Linked DNA regions of Zea mays: region 1 is linked to region 2. The links are chromatin contacts, called in public Hi-C maps. All regions are on one chromosome and are shown on one strand. Each heading gives the region's core, a stretch centred on a gene start, on an enhancer-like site or on the middle of the called end of the contact. The rest is flanking DNA. Distances are from core to core; before and after follow the strand shown.

Region 1 (3,513 bases), core at 59-2,558, 280 kb before region 2:
ATAAAAACATCAGGCTGTAGCTGTAGTCGTAACCTTGAAGCATAAAACCTACTTTGCTAAGTACAAGTTCTGCACTGCTTGCTCAATCATTTGCCAGAGATCACTTAATGAGCCCTACTCAGCTCCAAAATGGTTTCGGTGGCATTCAAGCTAGGTGCCAAATTCCAAACCCGAAACGCTTCCAGTTTCTCCAAAATAACAGAAGGGGTGTGGTGTGCTACAACCAGAGGCTGCGTCCGTTACAGCAGAGCACAGCAGAGAGCAAGGCCGAGCAAAGGAAACATACATTCCCATGAAGAAGACGAGGAGCAGCAAAAGGGATCGAGCAATTCAAAAGCAACACATAAAACAGCCCGTGGGTTAAACAAGTGCGGAAATAATTAGGGCGAACAGTGATCTCGTCCACATTAAGAAGAAACAAAAGCTATGACACAGCAGCTTTTGCCAGGCGGCAAAAAGGCCGAGAATTTGAAGCTGAAGGTGCGCGCATCAAATCCGGTGGGAATCCGAGAGCGCCCTCAGGTGAAGTGCACACCAGAGAAATGGTCAGCACGGGGCAAAAGCAAAGGCTGCTGCCTGCTGGAGAGTCAAACGCAGCAGAGCGATGCAGGGGGAGGGGGGACGCCTTACATGGCACTGGGCATTATGATTAACAGCAACAGAATAAGCACCGGAAAAGGCGGGGTCCCGTTGAGACCCGTCCCGTCCCCGCATGGACGCGAGAAACAACCGCGGTGGTCCGCCGCCCAACCCCAACGGCCAGGACGAATTAATTCAGAATCCAGGCCGCAACGATAAACCGGAACAGTAACTGCCGCTCCATAAGAGCCGGGTAGCCGCCGGCCGCCAGCGGCAGAGACCGTGGCGCTGCGTACGGTGTCCCACGAGCCACGAGAGAACGAGCCCGGGCATAACCGCAGGAACGGGGCGCGCTGCTAAAGCAGGATTAGGGCAGTAATATCTCCCCCCGAGCCGAAAAGCTAATCCGCGGAACTTGTGCGGGGATGGCAATGGCCGATGGAAACCGGAGCGCGCGCGGCATAGGAAAGGGAGGCGCAGGCGGGGTGGAGAGGAGGGGAGAAGTGGAGAGGGAAACACGTACGCGGTGGAAAGCGACAGCAGCGTGCCGGTCGTACGATCCCGCGTGCGGGAGATCCAGGCCGTCGAAAGCGACCGAGGGATTTGCGGTCCCTCTCCCTCCTCCCTCCTCGCTCGCTCGCTTTCTTTCTCTCCAACACAGCGGCAGCAGGCAGCACCGGCTGTTCGCAAGCGACTTTGTAGAAAGAGAAAGAGACAGGAGATGGAGAGAGAGGGGAGACCACGAGGGTGCGGGGGATATATAGTGAGGGATAGAATGGAGTGTATCCCGCGAGAATAGGAAGCGTGATTCTTACCAGAAGTTTGTTTGGGATTATAATCCACCTAGATTATATAATCCAACAATTTTTGAACTAACTCTTAGTTCAAAAGTTGTTAGATTATATAATCTGGATAGATTATAATCCCAAACAAACACCCTCTTAACTCTAACAACTAGTTTAGGAGATAAAATACGGGAGAAGAGTGAGCGCTAAAATCAACTTCTTATTTAAAATCTCTACTACTACTTATGTTAGTAGTGTAGGCGTCCACACACTCCCTCGGCGCACGGTTCTGCCTCTGCAGCCGCGATACCTTGCCCCGCTTCCGTCAATCACGCGCTGTCAATCACGCGCCTCGCCCAACCACCCCATCCACACCCCCGTCCGCCCAGATCTGGATCCCGCCCCGGTCATCGGCGCCTCCTCCCCCGCGCGTCCGAGACCCGGATCCGCAGCTTCCCCGTCAAGCTCCCCAGTCTCTCCTCACCTTCCTTCCCTCCCCCTCCCTGCTCGGTCCGTATGGCGGCTTGACGGCGAATCGGATCTTCCTCGGCCTCCTCTCCCTGCGCCCCTCTGGTCGCCATGGAGTTCGCCGCCCGGACCTCCAGCCACCGCGCCTCCCGTCGCCGACCGTCAAGCGCCGCATTGGACGCTCCTCCCCAACCCTGTCGTCCGCGGATCTCCCTACACGACCATGGATCTCCCCCTGGCCACCGTCCGCGGATCTCCCTGCACAACCTAGCTTTGAAGCAGTCGCAGCGCGAGTTTGCCGCCTGTGTGGAGGTTGTGGCCGCCGTCGCTCAGATCGACCTCTGTTTCACGCCTTCGTCTCCGCTGCCCTCAGCCCCCTTCCGCTCTCAGATTTCGGCATCTCTCGGACTCACTAGCGTCCTTCTCTCCTCCCGCGCAGATGCTTCGCGGCGGCGGCGAACCGGATCCGGCCGCTCGCCAGGGCCTTCTGCGGCGCGCCGGCCTCGCGAGCGAATGCGGGGGCCAACGGGACGCCCAACCTGGACATGTTGCAGAGACGGGACGCCCAGCCTGGACATGTCTCCGCTGCCCAGAACGATCCGCACGTAATTCTCGATCGCTCGTAATTCTCATGCCTTCTGACTACGAAATCTAGCGTTGTTCTGGTAGGAAATTGACCGAACTCTTCCCCTTTTCAGGCAATGACGCAGCTCCTCAAGGGCATCAACAGCTACAGGTCCTCACTCAAGGTCCCGGCGCTGTCCGAGAACAAGAACGCGGCATGCCTGGCCGAGCAGCTCGCGAGGCAGTTCAAGGGGCAGGAGTGCACCAACACGTCCGTTCAAGGAGGCCATTGATTTTGGCCTGTCTGTATTTTTCATTCCAGGTGTAGTTTGTTTTCCTTTATCTATTTGTCTACGAAAGAGAGAATATGTTTAGGATTTCAGCAGAGAGAAATGGTTAATAAGTACAAACGAGAGTTAAAAGTTAGCAGTTTATTTAGTGGTTTTATCTTAACATTTTTTTCTTAACAAAACACCGGGCAAACAAGGAGAAATGATAATTGCCACTGTAATATATAATTTACCAATGCACTAAACCCTGACCTTTTAGGTGAAATAGACCCTCATCACCAATCTTACATGAGTCCAAGTTCAAGCACTCCAAGCTGACCAAATCTGAAAGGAACATAGAGCATCAGAAAAGAATTAAAAACAGTTTCCTCATTATGCATGAATCAATACAAAGGGACACCATTTTTCTGATGCACTTCCAGAACGATCAATACAATAAGTGTGGTTTTCTAGGTTCCAGTAAACGTTGTGCTTATAGGCAATAATGTTGCACACAATGTTAGGACAAAGTGTGCAATTACCTCCTTGAAGATGTCATTCCATGCTGGCATCTGCTTTTCATTTTATCAGCATTACTTGCACATGAAAGAAACAATACTCTTTTGTTAGAAGAAGACATGGGCTGATCTGGCAGGGAGGCCCAAGCCCCCACCCCAACTGCTGGAGCACCATGGAGAGCAAGAAGAGAGGGGAGAGGGAAGAAGAGGGGCCAGGGTGCTGGAGGAAGCGGAAGGAGATGAGACACTGGGAAAAGGTCTGATTATAACCCAGGTTAATAAACCTGTACTTGAGTACAGGCGCAGAATGAAACACCAAGCACATGGCCT
Region 2 (3,760 bases), core at 353-2,852:
TGGCCTTTAGTGTATCTCTTTTCACATTATTTTTATGTTGTCATAAAGTGCACACAAGAGTGAAAAACCAGCATGATGCATGTTTTAGTGGTGTCCTTTATTAGCCTTTTATGTGTTTAAGTGAGGTGTCCACATGAATTGATAAGTAGAGATGGCACCAATGTATATAAAGGAATATAATTTCTCCCTTTTGATTTTCTTACAATGTAGGTATTACACTCGTGTCGGGTTGGCCCAGTCACTATTAAATGGGTCGTGCCTCGGGCCGGCTCGCCAGACACGACCCTTTGGCCATCTATACCTCCACACGATAATGATGGTCCTCGGCTCAGTTGCCACCACCTCGTTCGTCATTCTACTTCTTTTCTCTCTCCCCTCATGCCTCCACCTCCGCGCCACCCCATTCTCGACAGAGGGCGTAGGAGCATGCACCTCTTCCCCGTATTCGCCCGACACCATCCCCGACACTGACTCACGCAGTGGCTATTGCACGTCCACGAGAACGTTTCACATTATGTGCGCACCATCGTTTTCGTCATCGTTGGACGTCCCGTTCGTCTTCCCGGCCTTCGCCCTGTTCTTCCTCCCCAACCTACTGCCCCACCCACGGTCGCAATCATGAGCCGACTGATGCTCGTCGACGCGGGTACGAGACGAGTCGGTCATGCTCCTGGCCTTTCTCTGTGCGTGCCGTCGAGGAGGACATGGTGGCGCCTGCTACGCTTTGGTTATCTTGGCGATGAAGAGTCCAGGTTTGAGATATTGGACAACCAAGATCCGTAGCGTGGCAGCAGTCGTCATATGCTACGAAGTTGGTGGTGGTGTTGTGTCACATCGGTGGGTCTAGGGCTAGGAAGATACTCGCATTCTCTCGCCCTTCTCGGATTGACGTCTAGTGCGTGTGCCTCTCGGTTTGGAGCTGCTCCTGTTGGGCTTTTTTTATCTGCTTGCGTGCTCTCTCCCTATATATCTAGCGATATACTACCTATGTCGCCTCCAGATTCTAAGGTCTTCGTCGTGTCCTTCTCCGGCAACGAACATGTATGTCCGCCTCTTCTCTTCCCCTCCTGTTGTACGAAACCTTGAGTGGGAAGACAAGTGATGGGGTCTCTAATTTGCTGCCTTTGGTACCCGTGCGTTTATAAAAAATATTATGCGAAGAGCGGAGACAATCAATAAAAAATCTTGATATCTTTTTGGTGGATAATTTATGTAGGTATTGTTGTGAGCTGTCGCAACACACGAGTAACCGACTAGTATATATAATTAATGTACGATCAACTAACTAATAAAAAACAGAGGCCCTTCAAAATACGTTCGGTTGCCTTTTGTTTAACAAAATATTCCCCATTCGAACTCCGAATGCTTTTCTACATGAGCTAAATCAGGCCCATGGGCCATTAAATCACATCTCCTCGCTCTGACGGCCACCTGTTACAGCCGACACAACGCCATTGTTCGTCGCACTTTTTTTTGTGTGCGCCGCCCGCTAAACTACGCTACGGCTACACGGCTACGGATTTCATTTCACTAGTACCTCGTAGCCACCACGAAGGAAGTCGCCAATCCCAATGCCAGGAAGGAAGTCTCACGAATTCCCTCATGTGCCGATGTGCGCACCGCCTCCGAATGCTGGAACGGGTATTCCTCTTCTCGCCGCCGTCCTCCGCTCCGGTGAGGGTCGCTACCGCTTTCCGGATGCGCTTCCTACTCGTTACTGACAGAGGTAATAACACCTTGCTTTTGCATACCACGTTGCTAGATTTTAGGACAGTTGCGCTCACAAACCTGGGATATATGCGGGGTGACATTGTTACTTGGGGTGTGGCTGTGTGGGGAATAAGAAACTATGCATAGTTCAAGTGCAGAGCTAGGTCTGACCCTGATGGTTTGAAGTTGAAAATCACTGTACGCACTGTATTACTGCAGTGCAAACTCTAGCTAGCAAAGTGGATGACCTGGCGACTTACTTGGCTGGCTTCGTCCCTGGCACAATTTAGGTTATAGTGTCTTTGCATCTTGACCAATTATGGCCCATCGGAAGGACATATAGAACACATTGCTGAGGTTTAGTTGTTTATCAATTACCCAGCATGATGAATTTATAATAACTCTTATGCACCACAAATAGGAAAAGTAGAACACCTTGTTCCACACACACACAAACACAAAAAAATGAGATAAAAGAGTAGAACACCTTTCTGAGTTATGCAGGGACTTGTTGTAGTACACAACATTGATGAGCACAGATAAATCAAAGGAACATATTTGTTCGCTTTGGATTAAAGCCGACTGTTTGGACTGCTGCAGCTGCAATTCATAGAGACAAAAACATTGTAGAAACAGTAGAAATACAAAGTTTTGGAAGGATAAGTGGTTAAATGGTAAGAGAATTAAAGACCTTGCTCCAAGTTTGTATAATGTTATACCCAAGAGGATTGTCAATAACATGACTGTTTATGAGGCAATTACAGATAGAAAATGGATCTATGATATTAAGGGTCCGCTGACAGTGGAAGTCTTAACAGATTATCTCCAGTTGTGGAATATGACTTCAGCTTGGCAGCTGCAGCCTGAGGTTGACGATAACATGTTTTCAGTATTGTTCCTACTGGCATCTATTCAGCAAAGACTGCTTACGAAGGTTTCTTTTTGGGGTTTGTGGTTTTCCCTCATCACAAGAAAATTTGGAAAACTTGGGCCTTGCCAAAATGTCGCTTCTTCATCTGGCTGGTTGCACAAAATAGAGTCTTGACAGCAGATAGGCTTGGTAAAAGAGGGCTGATTCATCCTGAGAAGTGCCCTCTTTGTGATCAAGAGGATGAAACTATCGATCATCTCCTTGTTACCTATTCTTTCTCCAGGGAATTCTGGTATCTGTTGTTAAGGAAATCTGGTCTGCATTCTTTGGCTCCTCAACCAGATGTTAGCTCATATCTAGGCTGGTAGGAATCGGTGGGGAATATTGCTAATGGACTCACAAAAAAAGGACTTGATTCCCTTATCATTCTGGGAGCCTGGACCTTGTGGAAGCATAGAAACAAATGCGTCTTTGATGGCTGCAGCCCTAGTGTTACCATGAGTCTTAGAGCTACAGATGAGGAAAGGGCACAATGGGAGATTGCTGGTGCCAAGGGGCTTTGCCATTTAGCAGCACCCTTAGCTGAGAATTAAGAAGGTCTGATGGATTCATTTATGTATGCTTCCTACTGGCCTCCGTAAGGAGGCCGTTTGTATTGGTCTTTTTTGGCCACCCCTTTTTCTGCTTAATATATAATGGAGCACAGTTCTACTGCGCTTTCGAGAAAAAAAGAAACAGTAGAAACCGGTACGGATTAAAGCCAACCGAACAGGTATATTTTCCGGAAAATCACAATAATTGAACAACACTGGAAATCAAATCCAATGTGATACGTCTCTAATTAAGTTACCACACATCGAAAATTAAAAGAGTCACAGTTCATGTGTCTGATACAGTGGAATGATCCAAATACTGTGTAATCTATTGCTAAGCATTACTAAGCTCACACATGAAAGTAAGCATAACTGCTTGTCATGCTTCCTAAAACATGGTGTATATCCTCCATGTTTTATGGCATAGGATGTCTTTCAGGCTAGGCATATGGCTTAGGTGGTATTGGTAAATTCTGTAACCTTCCTGTCAACATGTTAACCACTTTTGTCATTGATGGCCTGTTTTTGGGGTTCCACTGAATGCACCAGAGTGCAACAATGGCCAGCTGCCTCACTGTTTCTTTCT

What was found. Hi-C and Micro-C count contacts between places; a contact is called where the count stands out from the background.
Region 1: a Hi-C map of leaf shows a contact between it and region 2, with 7 times the contacts expected there. The contact joins the promoter of LOC103634768 here to the promoter of LOC100193171 in region 2. A contact is called at or near these places in 3 of 25 Hi-C or Micro-C datasets (ear, leaf and tassel).

Annotation. Positions count from the first base shown.
Region 1 is chr8:10,349,302-10,352,814 of Zm-B73-REFERENCE-NAM-5.0, reverse strand. LOC103634768 (CDP-diacylglycerol--serine O-phosphatidyltransferase 1) reads right to left here and starts at 1,308. Exons shown (of 14, transcript XR_002264284.1): 1 at 1,103-1,308.
Region 2 is chr8:10,065,195-10,068,954 of Zm-B73-REFERENCE-NAM-5.0, reverse strand. It overlaps LOC100193171 (putative protein kinase superfamily protein), which reads left to right and starts at 1,602. Exons shown (of 5, transcript NM_001358677.1): 1 at 1,602-1,726. It overlaps LOC542671 (Ser/Thr receptor-like kinase 1), which reads right to left. Exons shown (of 3, transcript NM_001112189.1): 3 at 3,409-3,760. The coding sequence ends at 3,615.